5 separate regions of the Mus musculus genome follow, and all the other regions are linked to region 3. The links are chromatin contacts, called in public HiChIP or PLAC-seq, Micro-C and promoter capture Hi-C maps. All regions are on one chromosome and are shown on one strand. The core of a region is the stretch at or near the end of the contact, and the rest is flanking DNA. Distances in the headings are between cores, read along the strand shown. Region 1 has its middle 30 kb from the start of Sec22c. Region 2 holds the start of Nktr (natural killer tumor recognition sequence). Region 3 holds the start of Ulk4 (unc-51-like kinase 4). Region 4 holds the start of Vipr1 (vasoactive intestinal peptide receptor 1). Region 5 holds the start of E530011L22Rik (RIKEN cDNA E530011L22 gene).

Region 1 (2,761 bases), core at 245-2,744, 400 kb before region 3:
TGTATGTGAAAGCATGGCATGACAGAGTCAGAGCTGGGATTCTAAATCCTCAATCTTGAAAGCCACTGCCCTTTTCTGTCCCCAGGGAAAGGTAGGAAGGGGGACTTCTATCTCCAGAAGACGTGGGGAAAAGATGGTGCAGAACTGCCGGGAAGGAAAGAGGGAACTCCGACACAGGCCACCCTGTCTCATGACCTGGAACATCTTGAGGGGGGAACTGAAAACCAATAAAGAGGAGTATTGCCCCCTCCCCACCCCATCCCCCGCTCCCCATCAAAACAAGAGCCCCTCCTCCAGCCCAGCAGCCTCCAGGGACAAAGGAAGCTACAGATTGAATAGAAGAGGATTTGAGTGAAGGTAAGTTTGGTGCACCACAGAAAGCCTAGCTCTTGGGAAGCTGGGCATGATGATTCAAGGTCAAGGCTAACCTTGGCTGCCTAGTCAGATCCCCTTTCCAAAAAGTTCATATTAAGATTTTGTAAATGGTGGGAGGAGGCAGCTCAGTTGGTAGACATGTTTGCCTAGCATGCCTGAAGCCCTGAGTTTGATTCCCACCACAGCATACACAGGGCGTGGTGGTGCACACCTGTTATATTAGTTAGCACCCTGGAGATAGAAGCAGGAGGTTCAAGGTCGACCTCATACGTAGTGAGTTCAAGGCCAGCCTGGGTTACATAAGATCTTTCTGATCCCCACCCCCCGTCCCCTTAAAAAGAGAGAAAAGGAGGAAAAGCCTGGCTCCATGAACATCATCTGGCCCATCAGCCCCCAGAGGAGCCCCAGAGGAGCCCCAGAGGCCTGGAGCCTCCAGACAGCCACAGCGCATGAGCAAACTGGGTCTTGTAGGTTCATGCAGGAGCTACCTGGTGCATGGTGGGGTCCACTCTAGAAGCTGTGGTAAAACAGCTCACACCTGGTTATAGAAAGAGGCAAGGCCGAGACTGAGGGGAACTGGAGTTCCCCAGAGGAGGTGGCTCAGCCAGAGCCTGTCAAAAGAACAGGCTGTGATTAATGGCCACAATTTGGGGGGGGGGTTGCTTTTTTTTTTTTTTTTTTTTGAGACAGGGTTTCTCTGTGTAGCCCTGGCTGTCCTGGAACTCACTCTGTATGTAGACCAGGCTGGCCTCGAACTCAGAAATCCGCCTGCCTCTGCCTCCCAGGGGCTGGGATTAAAGGCGTGCGCCACCACTGCCCTGCTTACGGCCACAATCTTGTATACAAAGGCTGGTGAATGCCCTCAAAGACCCCTTACTCAGTGCCAGGTTCTTTTCTGTTTAGACAGACACCTCAACGGGCTCTGCCTCGTGTCCACCTACCCACCTCTTCCTTCAGTTTCCACAGCAATGCCATGTGGAGAGCATCAGGCGCCAGGAGGGACCCGCCAGCCTCTTGTGCAGGCGGTGCTCGCTTGACCATGAACTGTCCTCCAGAGCCTTGTGCATTTGAGCACTTTGTCCCCAGCTGATGACACTGTTTGGAAGGTGTTTAAGAAGTAGGGCCTCTTGGGAGGAAGTGGGTCACAGGGGGTGACACTTGTGGGTTGAAACCTTGCACCACTTCCTGTCATCTCTTTGCTTCCTCGTGATTAACAACCAACTGCCTCCCGCTCCAGTCCTCATGCCTTCCCGGATGTGATAAACTCTATTTCTTATTTTAAAAATATATTTTTTAAAAGATTTATTTATTTTTATTTATATGAGTACACTGTTGCTGTCTTCAGACACACCAGAAGAGGACATTGGATCCCATTTCAGATGGTTGTGAGCCACCATGTGGTTGCTGGGGATTGAACTCAGGACCTCTGGAAGAGCAGTCAGTGCTCTTAACCTCTGAGCCATCTCTCCAGCCCCTTAAAAATATTTTTACGTGATTTAGTTATGTATATGTGTGTCTAAGTGAATCCCACGTGTGCGTAGATACCTGCGGAGACCAGAAAAGGGCATCAAATCTCCTTAGAACTGGACTTACAGGCAGCTGTGAGCAGCCTGTGTGAGTGCTGGGGACTGAACGCAGGACCTCTTCTGAGCAAGTGTTCTTAACTGCTGAGCTGTCTGTCTCTCCAGCCTCCTCTCCTCCCTTCTAAAACATCAAGCCAGGCTCTCTCCCTCGTTAAGTTACTTTGGTCATCTGTTTTACTGCAGCAACAGTGGAGTAATTAATCGAACCTTGGGCAACGGCAAAGACAGTCATGGCTGACACTTCTTTTCTGCCCCTCAGGCATGCTCTGCCAGCTCCTCAGAATCCCAGTCGCTCTATGGGTGGCCGGCTCCGTTAGTCTTTCTCCACTTCCAACCTTCGCTCCTGCTTCCTGGCCATAGACCTTCCTCACTTCCCTGTGGAGTATGTGTACTGTAAAGCCACCACACTGCGGCATCCTGCCTTTTCTCCAGACCCCTCTGTGGTCCTGTGTGCGGTCAGGTCTGGAAGGCTCCAGGAACGCCTCCCAGATTCTGCATCCTGGATTCTCCTAGAGAGAAGCTTTGGCGATGACTGGATGGCCCCAGGAAGGGGAAGACAGTTCTTGCTGCTGTATGGTGGCCACTGGCAGGCTCTGGCTGGTCACAGAGCTTTCTTGCTACTAGTTTAATAGATGAGCAACAGGGAAATTGGAAGGGATTTTCTGGGGTTGGGGGCGCCGTCCACAAGTCTAGAAGTGTTCCCTGACCTGCCCCCAACCATTGCCTCTCATTCTGCATAAAATGCCCAAAGCCTGTCCCCGCCCTGAGCCATGGCTGGCTCCGTGTCTTCAGCTCTAAGGCAC
Region 2 (2,817 bases), core at 59-2,558, 440 kb before region 3:
CGAAATGTTAGATGAGAAAAACAGAACGTTTAAGATCGCTCCAATCCTTTGTTCAGAACCGTCACCGTCTTCCTTTTATCCTAGAGCCTGAGTTTTCCTTATTCTGTTCCCTCTACTCCAGCCAGACCGGGACCTTCGCTTTCCCTCAAGAAACACAAGCGCTGTCTCAGAACCCAAGCTAACCGTTGGCTGCCACTACCAAGCACAGTTCTCAAAGGCGTCCCTCCACAGGTTCGGCTTCGCACCTACTCAAATGTCATCTTCTCAAGATGGCCTTTCTCGCTCACCGCCTGACTAAAACAGCACTACTGGAGGGAATGCGGTTTTTACCCCTTCACTTCCTGCCTCTTTCCCCCAGGACGTCAACATAAAAGAAGCAGCAGCCCTGCTTTAGTCACTGCTGCCCTTCCAGAGCCCAGGACAAGCAGCTCTCCTGCGAGTCCACTGCGACCTAAGACGTGGCGCACACCACACACCTCCAGTTAAGATCCCTGTCGGTTGAGAACCGCGCATCCGTACACATGTTCCTGCTCGATACACACGCGACCTTTACATGTGTGCGCACCGATGTGTGCAGCAGCCACCTCTCTGCACACAGAGACGTCGACGCCTCGGGATTAATGAATGGCTGCACACTGGACTTCCAAAAAAAAAAAAAAAAAAACCAAACATCGCGGCCGCAGCCTAGGAGCAATCCCGGGGCTACAGAACCCGCACAAGCCCTTCAGTCTCTCCTCTCCAGCCACGTCTCCCGGAGCCAGTACATTCTCGGGAAGGCTCCCGAGGGACAGCGGAGGGCAGCTGGCCGGCTCGTGACCGCGGCGGCTCCGCAGCTCTGGCCGGCCGAGCCCGCCCCGCCCCGCCCCCGCCCGGCTCCGGCTCCGGCTCCGCCGCGTCCACTTCCACCCCGACCCGGGCCCACAGAGGGGCCCGCCCCGCTCACCCGGTTCCCGGTTGATCTCGATGTCGAAGTGACACTGCGGCCGGTCCTGGGCGCCCATCGCGAGCGCAGCAGCGGGACGGCGGCGAGCTGCGGACAGGGAGGAGGGCGCTGAGGGCAGGCGGGCGGCCGGGCGGGGCGGGGCCCGGCCCGCCTGACAGGGACGCGGCCGACGAGAGGCCGCCCCACCCTGCCCACCCGCCCGCCCGCCCACCCCAGCCGCGGCTACCCGCGCTCCCGTCGAGCTTCTCACCTGGCCGCACAGCTCCGGAGAACGCCCTGCCGGCGCCGCCGGAGCCTAACGTCACCAACGGAACGCCACCTCTTCCCCGTGAGGGCCAGCCGGCGAGCGCCACGCCAGAGCTCGCGAGGCCGGACGCAAGCGTCGCGAGAGTTCGTCTCGCCGCCGAGCGGGGTGTGGGGTCGGAGTAGGCGGTCCGCGCCAGGGCTCTCGTGCCCCGCCCCTCAGGATCCCCTGTCCAATCCCGAGTGCGCAGACGTGTGCGAGCTGTCAACCACGGCTCACTCATGCAGCACCGCGAGATTTCTGATTGCGTGGCCAGTGGATGAACGCAGGGTGAATCCCAGGCTTCCGGCCGACGTGGCGGGTGACCTGTTCTCTCTCGTGGTTGATGCGGTCACGCTGTTTGTCTCGCGTTAAAAGAATCGAGGACCAGATGGAGCCAGATGTGCCTCCCTTGCCCGCCAGGGTGAGACGAGGCTGGCCGCCGGCTCGAGGCCAGCCTGGGTCACTTGAGGCTTTCTCAGAAATACAACGAAAGGAAACAAAAATCAAGGCAACAACAAAACCCCGAAGCAAAACACAAACCGTAGCGTTTACACCTGCGCACCAGCGCTTGGTGGGTAAAGGCAGGAGATTCAGAAGTTCAAGGTCAGCCTGAGATACCTGAGACCTGTGAAGAAACCAAACCAGTTGACAGGAGCGATGGTCTAGCAGTTAAGATGGTCTAGAGGCCGCTTTTGCATTGGACCTGGTTCAAAGCCCAGCTCAATAACCGCATGGTGGCTTACAACCATCTCGTTTCAGGGTTTCCATCGCGCTCCCCTGACCTCCGTGGACACCAAGCATGCACATGGTGCCCAGACATACATGCAGGCAAAACAGAAAGTAAAACCTTACAAAAGGAAAGTCTGTGAGCAATAATACACAGCCTTTAATCCCAGCGGCTCGAGAGGCAGAGGTAGGTGGCTCTCAGTCTGAGGTCAGTCAGTTCTACATATTGTCTTCCTGGCCAGTCAGGGCTAGGTAGATCCTGTCTCAAAACAAAAGGTACACAATAAGAATGTGCTGTTGGGGCTGGCGAGATGGCTCAGTGGTTAAGAGCGCCGACTGCTCTTCTGAAGGTCCCGAGTTCAAATCCCAGCAACCACATGGTGGCTCACAACCATCCATAATGAAATCTGATGCCCTCTTCTGGAGTGTCTGAAGACAGCTACAGTGTACTTACATATAATAAATAAATCTTTTTTAAAAAATGTGCTGTTGTAGAAAATTTTAATCACAATCAGTGTTGAGGTTGGGTCTGTTACATAAAGCAAAATTCCATATCCAAAAACCTAAACCTACGAGTGACTTACCGTCTTTCCAAGCTTTTGTACCTTGTTCCTTAATTTAAAACTGTTGGTTAAATAAAATTGGCTACAGCCAATTACTGGAGGGATTCGAGGTAGGTGGATTTTGAGTTACCTGGGTGGGAAGAGTAAGGAGAAAAGAGAGACCAAGTGTAGAAGGAGGAATGGGAGAGAGGAAGCCCCCATGGGGGGAGGCAAAGGATGAGCACACAGCCAGAAAAAACAGTCCATATCTGGGGTACACCCAAGGGAGGTAGCCAGGACAGCAGTTAGAAGAGTACATT
Region 3 (2,700 bases), core at 48-2,547:
AAATTCATTGGTTCCCTCGCATGAGCTGTGGTGGAATTATACCTTGGTTTATCCTTAGAAACTTGGGGTCCGCCGGGCAGTGGTGGCGCACGCCTTTAATCCCAGCACTTGGGAGGCAGAGGCAGGCGGATTTCTGAGTTCGAGGCCAGGCTGGTCTACAAAGTGAGTTCCAGGACAGCCATGGCTACACAGAGAAACGCTGTCTCGAAAAAACAAAACAAAACAAGAAACGTAGGGTCCTATCTCCCCACCGCCACACCCCACCTAGAAAAGGAACTTTAGCCCCATCTCTAGCCCGATTCTGGTCAACTGAGTTGGGCTTTCTTCCTTCCATAGATACTGTCAGCCTGCTCTCACATCAGAATGGAAGTTGGAGGACTCCAGTTGGAGGCCAACCTGGGCTACAGCGTGAAACCCTGTTTAAGAAGGAAACACAGCAAAACAGCTAAAGCTGTGACGCTCTGGGACCAGGCAGACGTGAAAGACTTTAAGTCCCACCCACCAAGATGTGCGGCGCAGGCAGCTTGAAGGCTGGGACCACGCGATTATGCTGCCTTCCCGGTGGGATCTGATCACCACTGCACGCTCTGACTAGAGAGGCCGATCCGTCCTAACCTCGGTCCGCTGAGCCTGCAGTGACCAACGGGCTCCAGACCGAGAAGTTTCCTGAGGAGGCTCAGAGGCATCGGCGCGCAGATGGGGAGGGGACTGGCTCTAGCCACGCCAATCTCCGGCCACTTCCGGTCCATGCCTCCTAATCTCAGCCAATCAGCGCCCTGCATCGCCGGCGTCCTATTGCTGTCATGGAGACGAGGGGGCGTGTAAACGCCAAGCAGGGCCTGCAGTGGGGCTGTGTGAGTCTCGCCATCTCTCCCACCTCTTTCTAGAAAGGATGCACTGGCTTTAGAGTGCCCAAGGCCACTTAGGTGTACTCAAAGATTCTCATTTCCGGCCCCAGCCCACAGCGCCGGAAGCGCTCAACCAGGCAGCATCCGGGTCTTTTCCGGCCGTCCTTGTGTTGCCATGGAGATGGGATGGCGGCTTTCAAATACCGAGGGATGCTCGCCGGGCAAACCTGAGAACTGCCCACGATTCCGGTCTCTTTCCAGTTTCCAGTGTCCCCTTAGGCCAGCGAGATCATGTTCGAAGTGGCGTGGGGTCCTTAGTGTCGCTGGATGGGCGCGCAAACTCGCTCACTTCCGGGTTCTTCTGGGTAGCGATCAGCCAATCAAAGTCCCGCTCTTTTTCCCCCCCGCGTCTCGCAGGTTGTCATGGTGACGCAGAGGGCTCACCCACGCGTCCAGGGGAGTTGGCCAGGTCTTCGGGTGCCTCGGTTTCCTCTGTCCAAGCTGTGGCCTCGCCGTGGCAAGGCAGAGCGCGTGCAACTCGGGTCCCCCACCATCGTGCAGGTGGGTGGGCAGCTGCGGCTCCATTCCTGGTTACATCTCTGACCCGCTTCATCCTCCTCAGAGGCGCGACCACTTCCCCCAGGACAGCAACTTATCTAAAGTCTTATTTAAAAAAAAAAAAAAAAAAGTTTATTTACGTGCGTGTGCACATGTTGAGTGTTTGCGGAAGCCAGAAGATGGTGTTGGATTTCCTCGAGCTGGAGTTACAGGTAGTTGTGAGCCACCCGGAGTGGGTGCTGGGAACAGAACTCAGATCCTCTGCAAGAGCAGTATGTATTCTTAATGGCTGAGCCATCTCTCTGTCCACTGATAGTTTTGACAAGGTTTCTTGCACATGTGAGAGAGTGTGCGCGCATGCATGTGAGTGTACTGGTGGATGCTCCTGTGTGTGCAGGCAGAGAAGGGTGTTGAGTGTCTTCCTCTGGCCTGTCTGCCTTTTGCCTAGAGACAAGGTCTTTTTCCCCTGCCCGAGGCTGGTTGTTGAGACTAGACTAGCCTGCCAGTGAGCTCCTGGGGTTCTCCCGTGTAGGCCCTTCAAAGCTGGGATTACTGGGTTTCTATGTGTGTGTTGAGTATTTGAACTCAAGTCCTCAGGCTTGCAGAGTAAACACTTAACCAGGTGAACCGTCTTCTCAGCCCCATGTTCTTTTGTAACAATGACATCTTAAGCTATCATACAGTTTCAGGGCTTCACTACGACATTTTCCTATATGTCTGTCTTTGTGTTTTCCTTATGTCTGCCCCTCACTATCTTCCTCTGCTCTTCTTACCCCCTCCTGCTTGTCCTCTTTCTCATCCTCTCATAGTTGTCTTGTGGCTTCACAGGACCTACTTTTATGTCTTGATTTTGCATGAGAGGAAACATGGTGTTGTGTCGTTACTGCCTCCCGTGACCCTTTGTTCCTGCCTCTCCTCCCTTTAGGCTCATTTTTCTTCCCTGTAGTCCTCTGTTTACTCCCGTTCCTCATATATGATATATGTTTAAATCTAGGTTATATACTATTTTGTATATTCCCACTCAATTTTGCCAGAGAGAGATAATGTAGTGTTTGTCTGCCTGGCTCTGGCTTACCTCATAGCATCACCGCAATGACTTTGACTCAATTCATCTTCCTGAAAATGATGTAATTCCACTCTTCCTGACAGCTGAGTGGCGCTCTGAGAGATGCCAAGTATCCCTGTGTATGCTGCCTGAGCTGCCTTTGGATGTTCATGTGCATGTATGTGCATGTGTGTGTGTGTGTGTGTGTGTGTGTGTGTGTGTCTGTGAACACAGGAGTAGCATGACTGG
Region 4 (2,700 bases), core at 171-2,670, 370 kb before region 3:
TCCAGTGGTCCAAAAACCCCTGGCTTATCCAAAATGGAGTAGCCAGGACACAGAGTTGGGGAAGTTGGAGGGCTGCTAGTGTGGTCTGTGACACTGAGGGCCAGAGTCTGATGAAGCTTGGAGTGTGGGGAGGGGCTGTAAACAGGAGGAAGGGGGCAACACTGTCCAATTCTCAGAGAGCAGCACCTTCTCCGGAAGGGGTTGGGGGGGTGGTGAGATTTTCCAGAGCAGGGTGTGCCAGACACCAGCTAGGAGGAAACAGATTCATGTCCTGATCCCTGCCCTGGGAAAGGTTGTGATTAGGGAGGGACCACGGGATAGACTGCACTAAGGTGACCGACCAAGATTCCCCACTTCCTCCAGGCAGCCCACTTGTTCCAGACCAGAATCCACTAAGGAAAAGACAATCTTGAAGCAACAGCTCCACAGACCTAGAGCAAGGGAAGGGAAGATCACCTCTGTCCAAGTGTGGCTGGCAGGGACAGGTGTGGCTCCTGTGGCCTCATTTTGCCCTTCTGTAAAATGGGTTTAGGGGGTCTCTGAGTCTTGAGGTCTTTCTTAGTCTCAGAGGAGGTGACCAGGTGTCTGCCCCATGACCCTGGTGAGTCTGTCACAGCCACAGGAGCACACCCACACACATGTCTGTGTGGGAGGAAGCCGAGGTCTAAGGTAGAGCAAGCCCCCCTGCTTTTCCCAATACATGCTTTTACCTGCCCACCATCAGCCTATAGTTAGAGGATAAAGAGCACAGAATGAAATTCTCACCAGATCCCAAGGACCCCTCCCCAGGGTACAGGCACTAAGGTCTGATGCTGTGCTGTCTTCATCGCACAAGTTCTCAAAATACCCAGAGAGGCTTCCAGACACAGCCTCCTTCCCACCCGACAGTCTACAGGATCTCCCATCTCACTCGATCGTGCCACCCACAGTTCTCCTCCCCACGTACCCCCACAGGCACTCATCGCAAGGCAAGTCTGGGGCTCCCTCTCGCCCCCAACCTCTTCATCGCTGATTGGGATCACTTCGCGGTGAGCGCTCTAAGATGAGCTAAGAGGGACCCGCCGCTACCGAGCTCCCACGCCTCTGGGCTACAGAAGAGAGAAGACGAGAACCGCGCTCCTGCTGCCCCCCGATGGCCAGATGGTCCCGGATACGCTGCCCCCGCAGTTCCCCCATCCGTGGGATCTGGGTGGAGGGGCACACACTCACCGCGGGTCCGAGGGCGCAGGCGAGGGCTCCTGCCAGCACGCAGAGCCAGCGGGCAGGCGGTAGGCTCGGAGGGCGCATGGTCCGCCCTGAGCCCGCGGCAGGCAGCCGAGAGCGCCTACGGGGTCTGTGGCTAACGCAGCGCGGGAGAGTGGCGCGGGCCAGCGGCCCGGGCGCTATGAGGCACAGCTCCAGGCTAGGGGAGGGCGGCGGGGGCTCGTCTGACGGGCGGCGGGGTTAGCCAATGGCACGGCGGAGGCGGTACCTCGGCGCAGGTAGGGGGCGGAGCCGGGGCCCCCGGGGGCGTGAGCACAGAGTCCCGCTAGAGGTGCGCGTCGTCGGGAGCTGCTAGCTAGCGAGCATCCTCTCGGCTCTCCGATGCGGGGACGCTGGGCTCAACACCGCCCAGTGTTCCCCGCGCCCGCACCTTTCTCTCTCAACCCCGGCTGCGCCCTCGGCCCCTGGCAGTGAGCTCCTCCAGTCTTCGGCTCCAGGGAGTTTAGCTGCCGGCTCCCCGGTTTCCACGTCGGCTTGCAGCCCAAATTCTTGGACTAGAAGGGCCACAGCTTTCCAGGGCTGAAGGCTGGCCTCCGATGGGGTCCAGCGGATCACGCTGTTGGAACCATCTGCGACAAGGGAGAAGCCGAGGGGGCGCAGCCGGGGTCGGGGAGTCCCAACTGGGGGTTCCTCTTGGCCGCCCAGGGCAGGGTGCACTCAGAGCTGGACACGACTTGGCCGGCGCAGCTCGTGAGGGACGAGAAGTCAATGTTCCAGCGCCCCCGCGCGGGGACCAAAGCCTGTACCCTTTCTTGGGCCCAGGCTGCCCACAGACCGGTCTTCCCGGAGTCCCCAGGGACTAGGATCAGGGTGCCAGTGTCCCGCGCTGTGTCTCCAAGATCGGGCGGGCCGGTAGCGGGTGATCTGAGGCTGCTCTCCCTCCGAAGCTTGTCTTTAGGGCTCGGATTATTCGGTGCTAGCGTGGGGCGCGGGGTTACCGACTCAGAGCCCTTCGCGCTACGTCTTAGGGAACCCGTGCAGATGACTTTCCAAGAGCTCGAGTGATCATGGTGAGAAGGTGATGTGGGGGGCTGATGGCGCGGTGGGATAGAAGGTGGGAGGAGGGGCGGAGTTGCAGAGGGCCGCGTGTCCCTGCGCGAAGTAGGGTGTGCGATCCATTTGAAGGAAGTCGCTCTCCGGGCGCTTTCTGGCCAGCAGGAGCGCGGGAATTTCCCGAGGATTCTCCAGCCTTCCCAACCTGCAACGTGGGAAACTAACGCTGTGGGCGTGGCCTTGAGGTCGGTTACAGAAAAGTCTGGAAGCAAACCCCTGGCCTTCCTCCTTCCTCTCCTTCCTAGTCTACCGCACTTCCCTTGTTCTCTCTCCCCCTGAGCCTGAGCCTGAGCCTGAGCCAGGCCTCTACTACGCACCAGGGCATAGGAGGTAAGAGGCACTCCCTGCAATTTCTGCTTCCGGATAGAGAATGGGCTAGTTGTC
Region 5 (2,700 bases), core at 73-2,572, 480 kb before region 3:
AGTTGGAGAGTCCTGGAAGTGAGGTGGGTGGAAGCATGAGGTGTGAGAACCACCTAAGCATCCAGACACAGTCACCACACCCTCTGGTCCTGCCTCCTTCCCAGTCATTGCACCTGCAGGTCCTGGTGTCTGTACTACTGGGGGGTGGACGGTGGCAGGGAAAGGCCCCCCCATGGCACCACTTATTCCAGGCTTGGGGTCCCCGTTTTTCCCTTTACAAAGCTTCCCCAGGGACCTCCTGCTTGGGCAGGGCCACTTGAGCCTGGCAGAAACCCAGGCATCCCTAAAGTCACATTGCAGCCTCCCCAGCCATGGACCAGAGATGCTGCCAGCCAGTGGCAGGGCCCCTTCCGGATCAGTGCCCACCAGCTGTGTAGCCTCTGGCCAGATGCTTCCGGCTCCTTGAAGCTGAGGAGGCTTCTCAACACCTGGGTACACCAGCTGCATCGCAGCCCTCCCCCAGAGGGACACCTGCAGAGGCCACCAAGCTTTTGCCTCCCAAAGGCCATCTGGTGAAACCCCGGCGGCAGGGGTACAGGCTCATGACTTCTGGATGCTTTCTTTGGAGAGGCCTGGGAAACAGGCTCAGAGACGGCAGGGGACCGGCCCAAGGTCACACAGGAGTTTCCACTCCAGCTGTGGGCGCCCCCCGCCTATGGAGCGATCCATCCTAGTCTCCGGCAGAGCGGCTGCAGCGCCCACGTGGCCCAAGGCCCGGGCGGGAATCCGACTCCCCCTTTTCCCCCCATTACCAGCCCCGGGGCGGCGCCGTCCGGACGCAGAGAAGCTCCCCCCTCCGCCCGTGCGCAGCAAGACCTCGGCCTTTCGCGTTTGCACCCCCCACCCCAGGAATTTCACCCCTGAGCCGCGCCGCCGCGCCGCACTCTGGGCCCTGCACACCGGACAGATAGGGTCGAGGACCCCGGGGGAGGGGCCAGGTCTTCCAGACCCTGCACCGGGTCCCAAGGGGCCGTGCGCTCTGAAAGGAGGCGCTCGCAGGTGGGCGGATAAGCGGGGGGACAGGCAGGGCCCTGCGTACCATGGTGCCGCGGCGCTGGGAGCTCACAGGGCCCCGCAGGATCGCGCTGCCCCCGAGGGCCGGGCCCGGGCCGCTCCATGAAGCGCCGCGCTGGGGGCCGCCCCTGCGCAGGGCCCCGCGACCATGGCCCCGGGGGCGCGGCCGGCCGGGCGGGCGGAGGCGCAGGGCCGCGGCAAGTCCCGGCCGAGCAGCTGCGGCCCGGGAGCCTCGGGCGCGGCGGGCGGGGGGCGCGGGGCGCCGATTGGAGCCCGCGCGTCAGCTGGGGCCGCCGTCTGGACGCTTAAAGGGCCAGGCCGCCCTGCGTGCTGGCTGGGGGCGCGGACGCGCGCCGTCTCGATGCAGCTGCCCTCGGGAGAGCCTCGGGGTCCCCGGACCGACCCGGCTGGTGACGTGGGAGCGTTTGGACCGCTCGATCCCACCCTCCCGCGCGAAGTCCCTCTCTGCCCTTCTTTGCTGGGAAGTTCGTCCGGGAGTCTAACCCGGGTGTCCTCCCGCTGCTCTGCATGGGCGGGGCCAGGGTAGGCGTGAGGTCGCTGAGCAGAGCGCGCCGCCCCCCGACCCACCTGCTCCCCTGAGCCAGGCGACTCTGATGGACCCGTACCCCAGCCGCGCTCATCTCCCGCCCCCTGTGACTCCGGCTGCTCCGACTTGGGGGTGAGTCTGGGGTCTGTAGCTGCTCCGGCCTCCCACGCGTTTTGCTCTGAGTCTCCCGAACCTACCTGGGGGCCTCTGGCTGCAGAACCTCCGAGCAACCGCCGCAACGACGGAAGCCTTTCAGATGACCTACCTGGAACAGCCGGGTGGGGGCCAGAGGCCCAGGCCCGGCCGAGGGGCCCTCCGCGCAGCCTCGGCGCTGGGAAGATGCAGCTCGGCTTGCGGAACGCTGCTCTGGCACCGGCTCCGTGGGGGCAGGGGGCTGGCTGTGCTGGCAGGAGGCTGCGAAGGAACGCTGCCAGGCCGAGCGACAGCAGGGCGGGACTACGGACTACCACCGTGGTCTCTCCTTCGGACGCCCCGCACCCCTACCCACTGTTCAGCCTAGTCACTCTCCCAACACTGCTCCAGCCGGGCCATTCCACTCCAGCCATAGCAGTCTCCTTGGGTGTGCGCCTTCCTCATGGTGTGCTGTAGCTCTTTCTCTGGAGCCAAGCAGGTGTCATCAAATAGTCGAAGGTCTGTCCCCTCAGAATGCAAGGATCTCTCACTGGACATGGGCTGACTACCCCTGAGCAAGGAAGCTGAGTAGGTGAAGAAAGGTAGGGACAGTGAGGAGAGCCCCTTCCTTCACATGCGCAGGGCATGCCCCTACCTGGGTTCCCGAATCTGAGGCTCTAGGCTGAAGCTGTGAACCTGTCAATTACCGATGATGTCTCCTACACTTCCCAAAACCCAAGTTTCTCGTCTGACCCAGTTGATTGCTGCACTGACCTGGGAGGTGGGAAGGGCAGGGCTGTCTACCTACTGGGTGGACAAGGAGAGTCCCGCAGAGAGAGAAAACATGTAGACGCTGTGCTGGGAGGTTGGAAGAAGCTGGTACTGGCCTTGGCTAAGGTAAAGGAGTGACACCCCTACCCCACCCCCTGCTGTCTCATTTGGGTTCTCTGAACTCCGACTGAGGGCAAGAGGGCACACTGGGCTTGTCACTGGCAACAGCTGCAAAA

What was found. Promoter capture Hi-C pulls out the DNA fragments that hold promoters and counts their contacts. A called contact is a pair of places that touch in the nucleus more often than the background predicts. HiChIP or PLAC-seq counts read pairs in DNA pulled down with a chosen protein or histone mark.
Region 1: an H3K4me3 HiChIP or PLAC-seq map of stem cell-derived neural progenitor cells shows a contact between it and region 3, with 15 read pairs. The contact joins the enhancer-like site here to the promoter of Ulk4 in region 3. A contact is called at or near these places in 5 of 484 Hi-C or Micro-C datasets (B cells, the C2C12 cell line, CD4 T cells and 1 more) and 7 of 115 datasets of contacts at active chromatin or transcription factors (embryonic stem cells, forebrain, large pre-B cells and 3 more).
Region 2: a promoter capture Hi-C map of pre-B cells shows a contact between it and region 3. The contact joins the promoter of Nktr here to the promoter of Ulk4 in region 3. A contact is called at or near these places in 4 of 39 promoter capture datasets (embryonic stem cells, erythroid cells, neural stem cells and 1 more), 1 of 484 Hi-C or Micro-C datasets (CD8 T cells), 7 of 115 datasets of contacts at active chromatin or transcription factors (bone marrow-derived macrophages, embryonic stem cells, extraembryonic endoderm stem cells and 2 more) and 2 of 9 other capture datasets (adipose tissue and liver).
Region 4: an H3K4me3 HiChIP or PLAC-seq map of embryonic stem cells shows a contact between it and region 3, with 14 read pairs. The contact joins the promoter of Vipr1 here to the promoter of Ulk4 in region 3. A contact is called at or near these places in 4 of 39 promoter capture datasets (embryonic stem cells, hippocampal neurons, liver and 1 more), 3 of 484 Hi-C or Micro-C datasets (all in embryonic stem cells), 3 of 115 datasets of contacts at active chromatin or transcription factors (bone marrow-derived macrophages and embryonic stem cells) and 3 of 9 other capture datasets (adipose tissue, embryonic stem cells and liver).
Region 5: a contact with region 3 is called in a Micro-C map of embryonic stem cells, with 2.1 times the contacts expected there. The contact joins the promoter of E530011L22Rik here to the promoter of Ulk4 in region 3. A contact is called at or near these places in 1 of 39 promoter capture datasets (pre-B cells), 4 of 484 Hi-C or Micro-C datasets (the G1E-ER4 cell line, embryonic stem cells and muscle stem cells) and 1 of 9 other capture datasets (adipose tissue).

Annotation. Positions count from the first base shown.
Region 1 is chr9:121,673,909-121,676,669 of GRCm38.p6, reverse strand. No RefSeq gene overlaps it. Among named protein-coding and RNA genes, the nearest start is that of Sec22c, 30 kb to the left of the region's middle. Within about 2 kb of position 1,494, at least 84 of the 459 cell types and tissues checked have an H3K27ac peak or open chromatin away from gene starts, as enhancers often do. A contact at or near this core is called in B cells, the G1E-ER4 cell line and pro-B cells, where this site is marked.
Region 2 is chr9:121,717,672-121,720,488 of GRCm38.p6, reverse strand. Nktr (natural killer tumor recognition sequence) reads right to left here and starts at 1,308. Exons shown (of 17, transcript NM_010918.2): 1 at 1,194-1,308; 2 at 944-1,030. The coding sequence starts at 1,001.
Region 3 is chr9:121,275,769-121,278,468 of GRCm38.p6, reverse strand. It overlaps Ulk4 (unc-51-like kinase 4), which reads left to right and starts at 1,297. Exons shown (of 37, transcript NM_177589.3): 1 at 1,297-1,409. Gm34655 (a long non-coding RNA gene) reads right to left here and starts at 722. Exons shown (of 2, transcript XR_003948091.1): 1 at 503-722.
Region 4 is chr9:121,641,436-121,644,135 of GRCm38.p6, reverse strand. Vipr1 (vasoactive intestinal peptide receptor 1) reads right to left here and starts at 1,420. Exons shown (of 13, transcript NM_011703.4): 1 at 1,210-1,420. The coding sequence starts at 1,287. It also overlaps a transcript of Lyzl4 not described here.
Region 5 is chr9:121,758,565-121,761,264 of GRCm38.p6, reverse strand. E530011L22Rik (RIKEN cDNA E530011L22 gene) reads left to right here and starts at 1,322. Exons shown (of 1, transcript NR_033503.1): 1 at 1,322-2,700. It overlaps Zfp651 (zinc finger protein 651), which reads right to left and starts at 1,232. Exons shown (of 6, transcript NM_001166644.1): 1 at 1,040-1,232. The coding sequence starts at 1,042.